Linked DNA regions of Muntiacus reevesi: region 2 is linked to region 1. A link is a contact called in public Hi-C data. All regions are on one chromosome and are shown on one strand. The core of a region is the stretch at or near the end of the contact, and the rest is flanking DNA. Distances in the headings are between cores, read along the strand shown. Region 1 holds the start of ZMYM5 (zinc finger MYM-type containing 5). Region 2 holds the start of PARP4 (poly(ADP-ribose) polymerase family member 4).

Region 1 (5,055 bases), core at 1,491-3,990:
TATAGGTATAGCTGATTCATTTTGCTGTACAGCAGAAACTAACACAATGCTGTAAATATAACACAACTATGCTCCAATAAAAAATAATGCAAAAGAAAAAATTGTTAAAAGAAAAAAAGAAGAAAGAGAAAAGTGCAAGAAAAAGAAAACAAAATCGAAATCCGCAAAACAATCAGAACTCTAGCCGGACACATGACAAGCAAAAGACCATAAAAAATTGACATTTCTAGTATTAAACAAGAACTTCTAAAAATAAAAAGCTTAGCAAAAATGGAAAACTCAGTAAAAGGACTGAAAGATAAAGCTGAGGAAATATCAGAAGACAAAAAACACAAGAATTGTAGGTACCGTTAACAATGTGTGTGTGTGTCTCACATAGCTTATGGGCTAGGCACTTTACAATCTTCATAGCAATTGAGAACACAGACACAATTTACTTATAAAATGTGGATAAAAAAGTGTATTTAACTGAATAAGATGTGCATTTATAAAGGTTCTGTTATTGACTCTTATTTAGTTTGCACTTGCCAAAGTAATAGGAGAACAGAGATATAAACCAGATATGAAATCTGGCTGGCACTAAACCTAGTCCTTTTCACACTGTGCCCACCTATGCTAGGAACCTGCTGTTGAGAAAATGGCTTTTCTAAGTGGTAATAACTGAGTCAGCGATTTGTTATCCTTCCAATCTTTTAGTCCCCACTAGTTCCCTTTCCCTAATAAAGTCCCTCATAGCTCTAGAACCCTGCCCACATCCCTTCATCTCACACAACTACCACATAATCTGAAATATCATTTCAGGTATCCTATGAAAATCACCCAGTCAAAACAATATCCATTCCTAAAAACTGTCTTAACTAATGAAGTGTGCCATGAAGCACAACAGTGTAAGTGCAAAGTCAAGTCTGGCAAGAAGCAACAATAGCAGAGGGAAGGCAGGAATACTACTATGAGAAACAGTAGTATTCACAAATTTCTTTTTGATGACTGGTGAAAAACTGACCAGCTGAAAGGACAAAATAGGCAGGACCTAAGACTGTACAGAAGCCCAGATAATAAATGTAGAATCAGAGGTTTTTTGTTTTTTTTTTAATCACTTTGAGACACTTTACAAAATTATTGATTCAGGCAAGGGTTGGTGTTAAAGCCATTAACGCAACAGCTGACAGGGAACTGAGCATTTAATTGTACCAAAATGAACGGCACTTAGCCTACTTTTTAGAAACAAGAAAAAAAAACACATCAACTTCATAATGGAGACTGTCACTAGCAATTTGGTAATTTGGTGGTCCATCTTAGAATGGCGACTAGGGTAAGAACTAGATTATATCTTTTTTAAAAGAAAAAGACTATCTCCTGATGTGATGCTTGCCTGAGTTTTATCAGGATACAGAAACACAAATCTTCCTCAAATATAAGACAAACACACACACAAAGTACTGTGTCCATCAACCATAGAATAACGATAAGATTCAGTCAGTCTAGTTAATTCAACAGTACGGAAAAAAATTATTTCTAACCATTAGAAAGCAAAAATATGTTAAAAAGAAAGCATTAAAAATGGAATATCTTAGAACTCTAAGAGCATACCAGTGGTGTAAATATCAGCACGCACTCCCCATGCTTTCCCAGGGATTTCCCTGACTTGGCTCTGGGGACAAGGGCCACTCCAGAAACTAGCTCTCTGCCTTCAAGGTAAGAGAAAGGTTAAGTTCCACAGAAGCACACTCTAGTAGTGCGCTAACTGTATTACACAGACACGCAGGGTAAAATTACTTACCGTGGACGCTTTCCCCCTTAATTACTATCACCGAACTATCACCAGACTGTCCTGAAGGTGATTCCTGGCCCTAGAACGAAGGATGAAAGCGTACTTCGTTATAGCCAAGCTGGACGCAACACCAGCTCACAAGAGAGGAAGCAAAGAGACAAGAAGTCAAGAAGCCTCAGCGCTCCTCCACAATCCGCCCCCCCCAACCCCACAGCCACCGAGGCGCCAGGTACACAAACACCGAGGCCCCGCCACCACCGCACGACCGCACAGTCCCTGCAAGCCACAGGCGGGAGGCGGAGGGCGAGCGCGGCCTCGAGCCCGCGGAGACGCCTATCCCCAGATTCGGCCCGTGCGACGCCGCCGCCGTCCCTCAGGAACCCACTCGCCCGCAGCTCGCGTCACCGCGGGGCGGAAACCCCCGTGTTGGCCCGCAGCCTGAGACCTGCCTGCTCCTCGTCCGCCATTAGAAACTCTCCCAAATAAGCAGTGAGAAGACGCCGCGCCGGGGTCTGGGCGGCCGAGGAGGGGACCTGGTGCGGGAGGGGGCCGTGTCCTCAGCCCCAAACTTGCGGATCCCGGGTCGCCGCCGGGAGAGCGCAAGCGCGGCCACGAGCGCCCACGGAGGCGCCCCTCCCCCACCCCGCGACCCCCGAGGCTCGCCGGCGGCCACCTCACTCCGCCCTCGCGGCCGCGCCCGCACTCCCGCAGCCCGCGGGCCGCCCGCCAACGCGCCTGGGACATCAGCGGAGCCGCCGGCAGCCGGAGGCCCCGAAGCGGCAGCAGCAACGGCGGCCGCGCCGCGGGGCGCTCGTCCCAGGTCGGTGGGAGGCTTCGGAGGCCGCCCTCACCCATCTCCGCCTCCCGGCGGAGCCTCCGGAGGCTGCGCCGCTCCTGGCCACCCGACTGTCGGCGGCCCTGGGCTGGAGACACGACGGGGACAAGCCTCACCCGGTTCTGGCTGCGGCTCCGCGGAACAAACTTCCCCGCCCCCAGCCCACCCCTCTTCGGCAACACGCGCAACTCCACTCTGTCCAGTCCCGGCCTTAGAGCTGGTGAGGAGGCAGAGGCGGCGCCCAAGGCGCCGCGACCCGACCTGGCAGGCCCCGCCCCCTGCGCCCTCACTGGCGGCCGGGAAGGGCGGGCTGGGCGCCTCGGGCACGCCCATTGGCTGCGTCCACCTTCCTTCAGGACCCCCTTGAGGGGGTGGTCCGATGCCCTGTCCGTCAGCCGCAGGCCACACCCCCGCGCCTCCGTTGCATTCCCCGCCTTTTCTGCCCGGATCCCCGACTAGCGCGTCTCAGTGAACACAGAGTCTGTTGCTAGCTGCAGTAGCCGAGCGCTGTCGGGCCCCAGCGGCCAGAAGACCTGAACCGGGCCACCTGCCCTCGCAGCGGCTGCGAGTGCCAAGGCCTCGATGTCCCCCAAGCCCTCCATATCCAGTGTTTGGGAGCCCCGTGAGCCCTGGGCGGGCAGGGGCTTCAGCGACCGGGGCAAGAGCAGGGGTCTGGAAGGCCGGCGGCGGGGCCCCGCGCGCTCCGAGGACTGAAAGCGCTTCCCTTCCCCTCAGCCCGGTGGGGAGGCGTCCCCCGCTCCCGTCAAGGCTGCGGGGGGAGACGATGTCCTCCATCTTGTCGGGGCCGCGAGGGGAACTGAGGACAACTCCGACTAGTCCCAGAAAGCCGGGGCTGGGCCCCGCGACGGAGACGGCGCCCACTGCCAGCTCCGCACCTGGGCCCGGCCTCAACTGGAGAAAGCCCCCACGCACCAGGAAGACCCAATGTAACCATATAAATAAAATTTTAAAAAAGAAAATCACCAAGGACATAGTTGAACTCAACACCATCGCTCAACTGAAAATAATGACATCAAAAGTCTCATCCAATATATGGTAGAATATATATTCTTCTCAAACTCACATGGATCATTCACCAGGACAGATCACATTCTGGGTTCTCAAACACACCTTAACAAATTTAAAAGGACAGAAATTCTACAGCCTCTGATCTTTGACCATGGTAAAATTAACCTAGAATTAAATAATAGATAGCTGGAAAATCTCAATAAATGAAGACGAAACAACACAGTTGAGCAAGCTCTGGGGAGTTGGTGATGGACAGGGAAGCCTGGCGTGCTGCAGTCCATGGGGTCGGGTTGTCAAGAGTCGGACACGACTGAGTGACTGAACTGAAACAACACAGTTTTAAATAACACAAGTCAAAGAAGAACTCTCAAACTAAAAAATACTTTGAACTAGATGAAAATGAAAATACAGCTTATCAAAATTTGTGCGATACAGTGAAAGTAGTACTTAGAGGGAAATTTACAGCACTGACTTCATTGGCTGGGAAACAAGACCTAATATTAATTAGTCAGCTAAGTTTCTACCCAAGGAAACAGAAAGAAAAGCACATTAAATACAGAGTAAGCATATCAATGTATGACAAAACCCATTGAAAAATAAAAATTAAAAATAAATAAATAAATAAAATACAGAGTAAGCATAAAAAGTGAAATAATAAGAATCAGAGCAGAAATTAAATTGAAGGCAAGTCAATAAATGAAAATTAATAAAATTAAAAGCTGTTTCTTTGAAAGTTCAATCAAATTAATAAGCCTCTAACCAGGCAAACTAAGAAAAAGAGGACTCATTGGACTTCCCTAATGGTCAAGTGGCTAAGAGACCAAACTCCCAATGCAGGGGGGCAGGGTTCCATACCTGGTCAGGGAACTAGATATCACATGTCTCAGAGTTGGTATGCCACAACCAAAAGATCCTGTGTGGGTCAAAAGAAGACCCTGTGGACCACAACAGACATTGAAGGTCCCACGTGCTGCAACTAAGACCTAGTGCAGCTGAATGAACAAATGTCTTGAAAGAGAGAGCACAAGAGAGCAGACACAAATTATTAATATCAGAAATGAAAAAAGGGGGTAAGCGCTTCCTTGGTGGTCCAGTGGTTAAGAATCTGCCTCGTAATGCAAGGGGCTCCAGTTCAATCCCTGGTCCAGGAAGCTCCCACATGCTGCAGAGCAACTAAGCCCATGTACACAACTACTGAGCACCAGCACCTAGAGCCCTTGCTCTGCAACAAGAGAAGCCACTACAGTGAGAAGCCCACATACCTTAACAAGGAGTAAGCCCTGCTCTCTGCAACTAGAGAAAGCCCCGAATAGAGGAACAAAAACTCAGCAACGAAGACCTAGCACAAAAATAAATAAATAAATATTTTTTAAAAATAAATGAAAAAGGGAACATTACTGAAGATCCCTGACATTAAAAG
Region 2 (5,055 bases), core at 981-3,480, 240 kb before region 1:
GCTCAGAGGCCCGCGCCCCTCAAGCCTCTCAAGCCAGAGCCGGAGAAGGTGCTGCTGCACTTACAAACCACCCGCCACTGCCGCCGCCGCTCCGCCCGCGGACCCAAAGGCTCCTGGAAAGTGTAGTTCCTTCGGCCCCTCTGCGCTTGCGCGAGCGCGCCGTCGGACACACGCAAACTACAACTCCCAGAGAAGCCCGGAAGACACCCGTTAGTGGGCGCTCGCGGCCAGGCACCTTCCGCCCAGGCGTGGGTTCGGGGTCGGAGTAGTGGGCGGCTAAGCAGCGGGGAGATGGCTGCCGCAGAGCACTTCCGGGTTCGATCGCCGCCCCACCCCCCCTTGGCCTTTGAAAACGTCGCTGGCGCTCTCGCGAGAAGTGAGTCTTCTCGTCTCTGGAAACACGCGTCTGTGGATGATCTGATCGGTGGAGGAAACTTTTTTGCCAAGATTTCTTTGGTTTTTGTTGTCTTTGCCAGGCGGGACCGAGTAAAGGAAAGGAGGGCAGTCGGCCACACTATTTCATGGCAAAGACAACCTTGTGATGAATTCACTGCTTGTCTTTATCGCTTGTCTTTGCTGCTTAATACGTAATTGGCCATGTGAGCAGTAAGTGTTGAAACTATGTTATTTTGAACACTGGCGTGCAAAGCTCGAAATTTTTTTTTTGTTTGTTAATTGCCATCGCAGAGTGCTGCGTAGAAGCGGACTCAACAATGCAAGGTAGCATTGTGTACACAACTTGGGCTTTGTGCCTGTTTATAAACATTTAAAGAAATCAAACGAAGTGCCATTTGTAACAACCGGTATAAGAAATAAACTAGCGCCTACTGCTGGCCCTGCACGACAGTACAGGGCAATAATGGAGAGACAGTTGTTGGGGCAAGGAATGATAACTGTATTCCAAAAGCCAGAAAACAGAAAATGGTGTACTTGGGCCCCTAAAGAACCATCTTGGCAGAGTTAGACTTCCGACTTTTTTTTTGCACTAAAAGCCTCCAGAGGCAGGGCAGAGTGGTAAAGTCACCTACTCCTGGTTCTCCTCAGCGTCTGGAGAAGATGTGTTAATTTCTTCCTTAATGCAGTCATTCAGGGGTGGGCCTGGTCAGGATGTTTCTAGTCAGGGAGCTTGAAATGGGTGAAAACAAATATTCTGGTACAAGTTCTACAAAAACAAAGGTACTTTAGCTAAACAAAGGTATTTTTGCTTAATACCAATTACCTGGAAGGCAGTGTTCCCAGAGATGAGTCATTATGTATAATTTAAGCTGGCAGGCAGAGGAACCAGAGATCAAATTGCTAACATCTGTTAGATCATAGAAAAGCAAGAGAGTTCCAGAAAAACATCTACTTCTGCTTTATTGACTACACCAAAGCCTTTGTGTGGATCACAGCAAACTGTGGAAAATTCTTCAAGAGATGGGAATACCAGACTGACCACCTTACCTGCCTCCTGAGAAACTGCTATGCAGATCAAGAAGCAACGGTTAGAACAGGACATTGAACAATGGACTGGTTCCAAATTGGGAGTACATCAAGGCTGTATGCAGAGTACATCACGGGAAATACTGGGCTGGATGAAGCACAAGCCGGAATCAAGATCGCTGGTAGAAATACCAATAACCTTAGATGTGCAGATGCAGAGATCTGCAGATAATAACCTTTATGGCAGAAAGTGAAGAAGAACTGAAGAACCTCTTGATGAAAGTGAAAGAGAGTGAAAAATCTGATTTGTAACTCAACATTCAAAAAACTAAGATCATGGCATCCAGTCCCATCACTTCATGGCAAATAGATGGGGAAACAGTGGAAACTGTGACAGACTTTATTTTCTTGGGCTCCAAAATCACTGCAGATAGTGACTGCAGCCCTGAAATTAAAAGATGCTTGCTCTTTGGAAGAAAAATTATGACCAACGTAGACAGCATATTCAAAAGCAGAGATATTACTTTGCCAACAAAGGTACATCTAGTTAGAGCTATGGTTTTTGCCAGTAGTAATGTATGGATGTGAGAGTTGGCCCATAAAGAAAGCTGAGCACCAAAGAATTGATGCTTTTGAACTGTGGGGTTGGAGAAGACTCTCGAAGTCCCTTGGATTGCAAGGAGATTCAACCAGTCCATCCTAAAGGGAATCAGTCCTGAATATTCATTGGAAGGACTCATGCTGAAGCTGAAACTCCAGTACTTTGGCCAAGTGATGTGAAGAACTGACTCATTGGAAAAGACCCTGATGCTGGGAAAGAAAAGGTAGGAGGAGAAGGGGACAACAGAGGATGAAATGGTTGGATGGCTTCACTGACTTGATGGACATGAGTTTGAGCAAGCTCCAGGAGTTGGTGATGGACAGGGAAGCCTGGCATGCTGCAGTCCTTGAGGTTTCTTGGAGTCAGACACATCTGAGCGACTGAACTGACTGAAGCTGGTAAGCAACATCTTTTTAGTGATTAACTTGTAATAGAATATGAAAAGATTCTTTCCTATTACACTGCTGCTGCTACTGCTAAGTCACTTCAGTCGTGTCCGACTCTGTGCGACTCCATCCCTGGGATTCTCCAGGCAGGAACACTGGAGTGGGTTGCCATTTCCTTCTCCAATGCATAAAAGTGAAAGTGAAGTTGCTCAGTCGTGTCCCACTCTTCAGGACCCCATGGACTGCAGCCTACCAGGCTCCTCCATCCATGGGATTTGCCAGGCAAGAGTACTGGAGTGGGGTACCATTACCTTCTCTGTCCTATTACACTACCACTGAGTTAGTTTTAAAAAATAGGGACTTCCCTGGTGATCCGATGGCTAAGACTCCATGCTCCTAACTGTAGGGAACCCAGATCGATCCCTGGTCAGGGAACTAGATCCCACATGTCATAACTAAAAGAATCCACATGCTGCAACCAAAACCTGGTGCAGATAAATAAATAAATACATATATTTGTTAAAAGATTACTTTAAAGACATTTTTGTAAAAATTGGGCTTCCCAAAAGTGTTTTGCTAGCTACTTCAAAAATAGTCCTTCTTCCCAAAATCTTTTTTTTTCTTTCTTTTTTTAATTATGGATGAGAAGTCAAAGCCCAAGACGTCCAAAGTCACACAGCTAGATGCCACACAAGGAACCAAATGCTCATCCTCATTTATTACAGTCCTTTGGCTTGAAAGCTTGCCCAACTCTTATTTTTTTTCAAGTGTGTATCTTTTCAAAATAGTTACAATATTTACTACTTTTTTGCCTATATTTTATTCTTCTATTCTAATTCAGTCTAAGTATCACATTGGTTATTGGTTGAATAAATTAGTCTTTTACTACATTCAAGTCGTAACTGACTTTTAAATCAATGTTATATAAATGTTCACCTGTAGCCCAGGTAATTTTCAAAACTGCCCACTAAGCTTAAAGATTCTTAAAATCCATTGCAAGGTGGAAGGGGGGTTTCTGAGCAGAGGCTCTGCGTGCTGCAACGCCCGCTACCCGGCTCTGAGGCAGCGCAAATCCCGGCTAGCGCCTGCTCATTCCTGGTGGCCCGCCACGGCCGAGTCCCGCATGGAGATGGCAGTCGACCTTGGAGACGAGTGGTGGGAGAACCAGCAGGCAGGAGCAGCCAGCAGCCCAGGGCATCAGATGGTGAAGGAGGAGGAGACACAGAAATCGCGCAGCAGGAGACAGCTCCAGGTCCTGCCCTGTCCAAGAAAACCAAACCGCCTAAAGAATGTTTCTTGATACAACTGAAGGAAACAAATGAAGATGCAGCCAAGACCAGGAAGAGGAAAAAGAAGAAAATTACTGATATTCTTGCAAAATCAGAGCCAAAACCAGGGACACCTGAAGACCTACAGAAGCTGATGAAGGACTATTATAGCAGCCGTCGCTCCATGATTGAATTAGAAGAACTAACCCTACCAGACTCCTGCTTCCTCAAGGCCAATGATTTAACTCATAGTCTTTCATCATATCTAAAAGAAGTCTGCCCCAAATGGGTGAAACTTCGGAAAAACCACAGTGAGAAGAAATCAGTCCTGATGCTGATTATCTGTGACGCTGCCATCTGAGCTCTGGAGTTCATTAGGTCAATGACTGCATTCAGAGGAGACAGCAAAGTTATGAAATTATTTGCAAAACACATAAAGGTCCAGGAGCAGGTAAAATTGCTGGAGAAACGTGTAGTACACCTGGGTGTAAGAACTCCAGGGAGGATTAAAGAACTCATTAAACAAGGTGGCCTTCATTTGAACCCCTTAAAGTTTTTGATTTTTGACTGGAACTGGAGCGATCGGAAGTTGAGAAGGATGGTGGACATTCCCGAGATAAGAAAGGAGGTTTTTGAACTTCTGGAAATAGGAATCCTCAGTCTGTGCAAGACAGAATCTTTGAAGCTGGGCCTTTTCTAAATCTGGACCCTAATGAAAAGTCCTGTTTTCCTGCTGGGTATGTATGGCTCTGGCCCATTGCAAGCACCTGGTAAATACCAGCTATTGTTTATTAAGTTGACTGTATCACCAGATGGATCACTAGGACTCTTAGGTGGGGATTCTTTTACAAAATGAATGTGTCCTTTGCCAAATCCCTTGTGTAATAAAGCATCACTGGCTTGTGTGTGAAAACAAAAAAAAGGTGGGAGAGGGGAGGAACTGCCAGACAATGAAAAATATTGCATCTTCAAATTTTGCTGTAGAGAAAAGTCAGACTAAAAGCTCCCACAAGGGATTTTAGCCACAAATTACCCATTCTGATACAATCTTTTATGTCATCACTGGAGGCAGGAGGGCACTGTAATATAATGGCTAATGGCCCATGCTTTGGAGTCAGGCAGCCTGGGATCAGAGGAGTTCTGTTCTCAGAAACTGTTCTCATCTGCAAAATGGGGATGATGATAACATACTTGGCCTTCCCAACTGTGGTTCCACGTCTGTGGAAAAACAGCGGGGAAAAAAATTACACAAATTTCCAAAGAGCAAAACTTGAATTTGTTGTGCACCAACAATTCTTTACTTACATGGACAGAAGAGCCTGGCAGGCTACGGTCCATGAGGTCACAAAGAGTCAGACAACTGAGCAACTAACAGTAG

The links. A called contact is a pair of places that touch in the nucleus more often than the background predicts.
Region 2: a contact with region 1 is called in a Hi-C map of muscle, with 5 times the contacts expected there. The contact joins the promoter of PARP4 here to the promoter of ZMYM5 in region 1. A contact is called at or near these places in 2 of 3 Hi-C or Micro-C datasets (blood and muscle).

What each region holds. Positions count from the first base shown.
Region 1 is chr11:34,179,665-34,184,719 of mMunRee1.1, reverse strand. ZMYM5 (zinc finger MYM-type containing 5) reads right to left here and starts at 2,740. Exons shown (of 8, transcript XM_065901876.1): 1 at 2,723-2,740; 2 at 1,781-1,850.
Region 2 is chr11:34,415,087-34,420,141 of mMunRee1.1, reverse strand. It overlaps PARP4 (poly(ADP-ribose) polymerase family member 4), which reads left to right and starts at 2,230. Exons shown (of 34, transcript XM_065902459.1): 1 at 2,230-2,421. It overlaps CENPJ (centromere protein J), which reads right to left and starts at 281. Exons shown (of 15, transcript XM_065902250.1): 1 at 1-281. It also overlaps the pseudogene LOC136144534.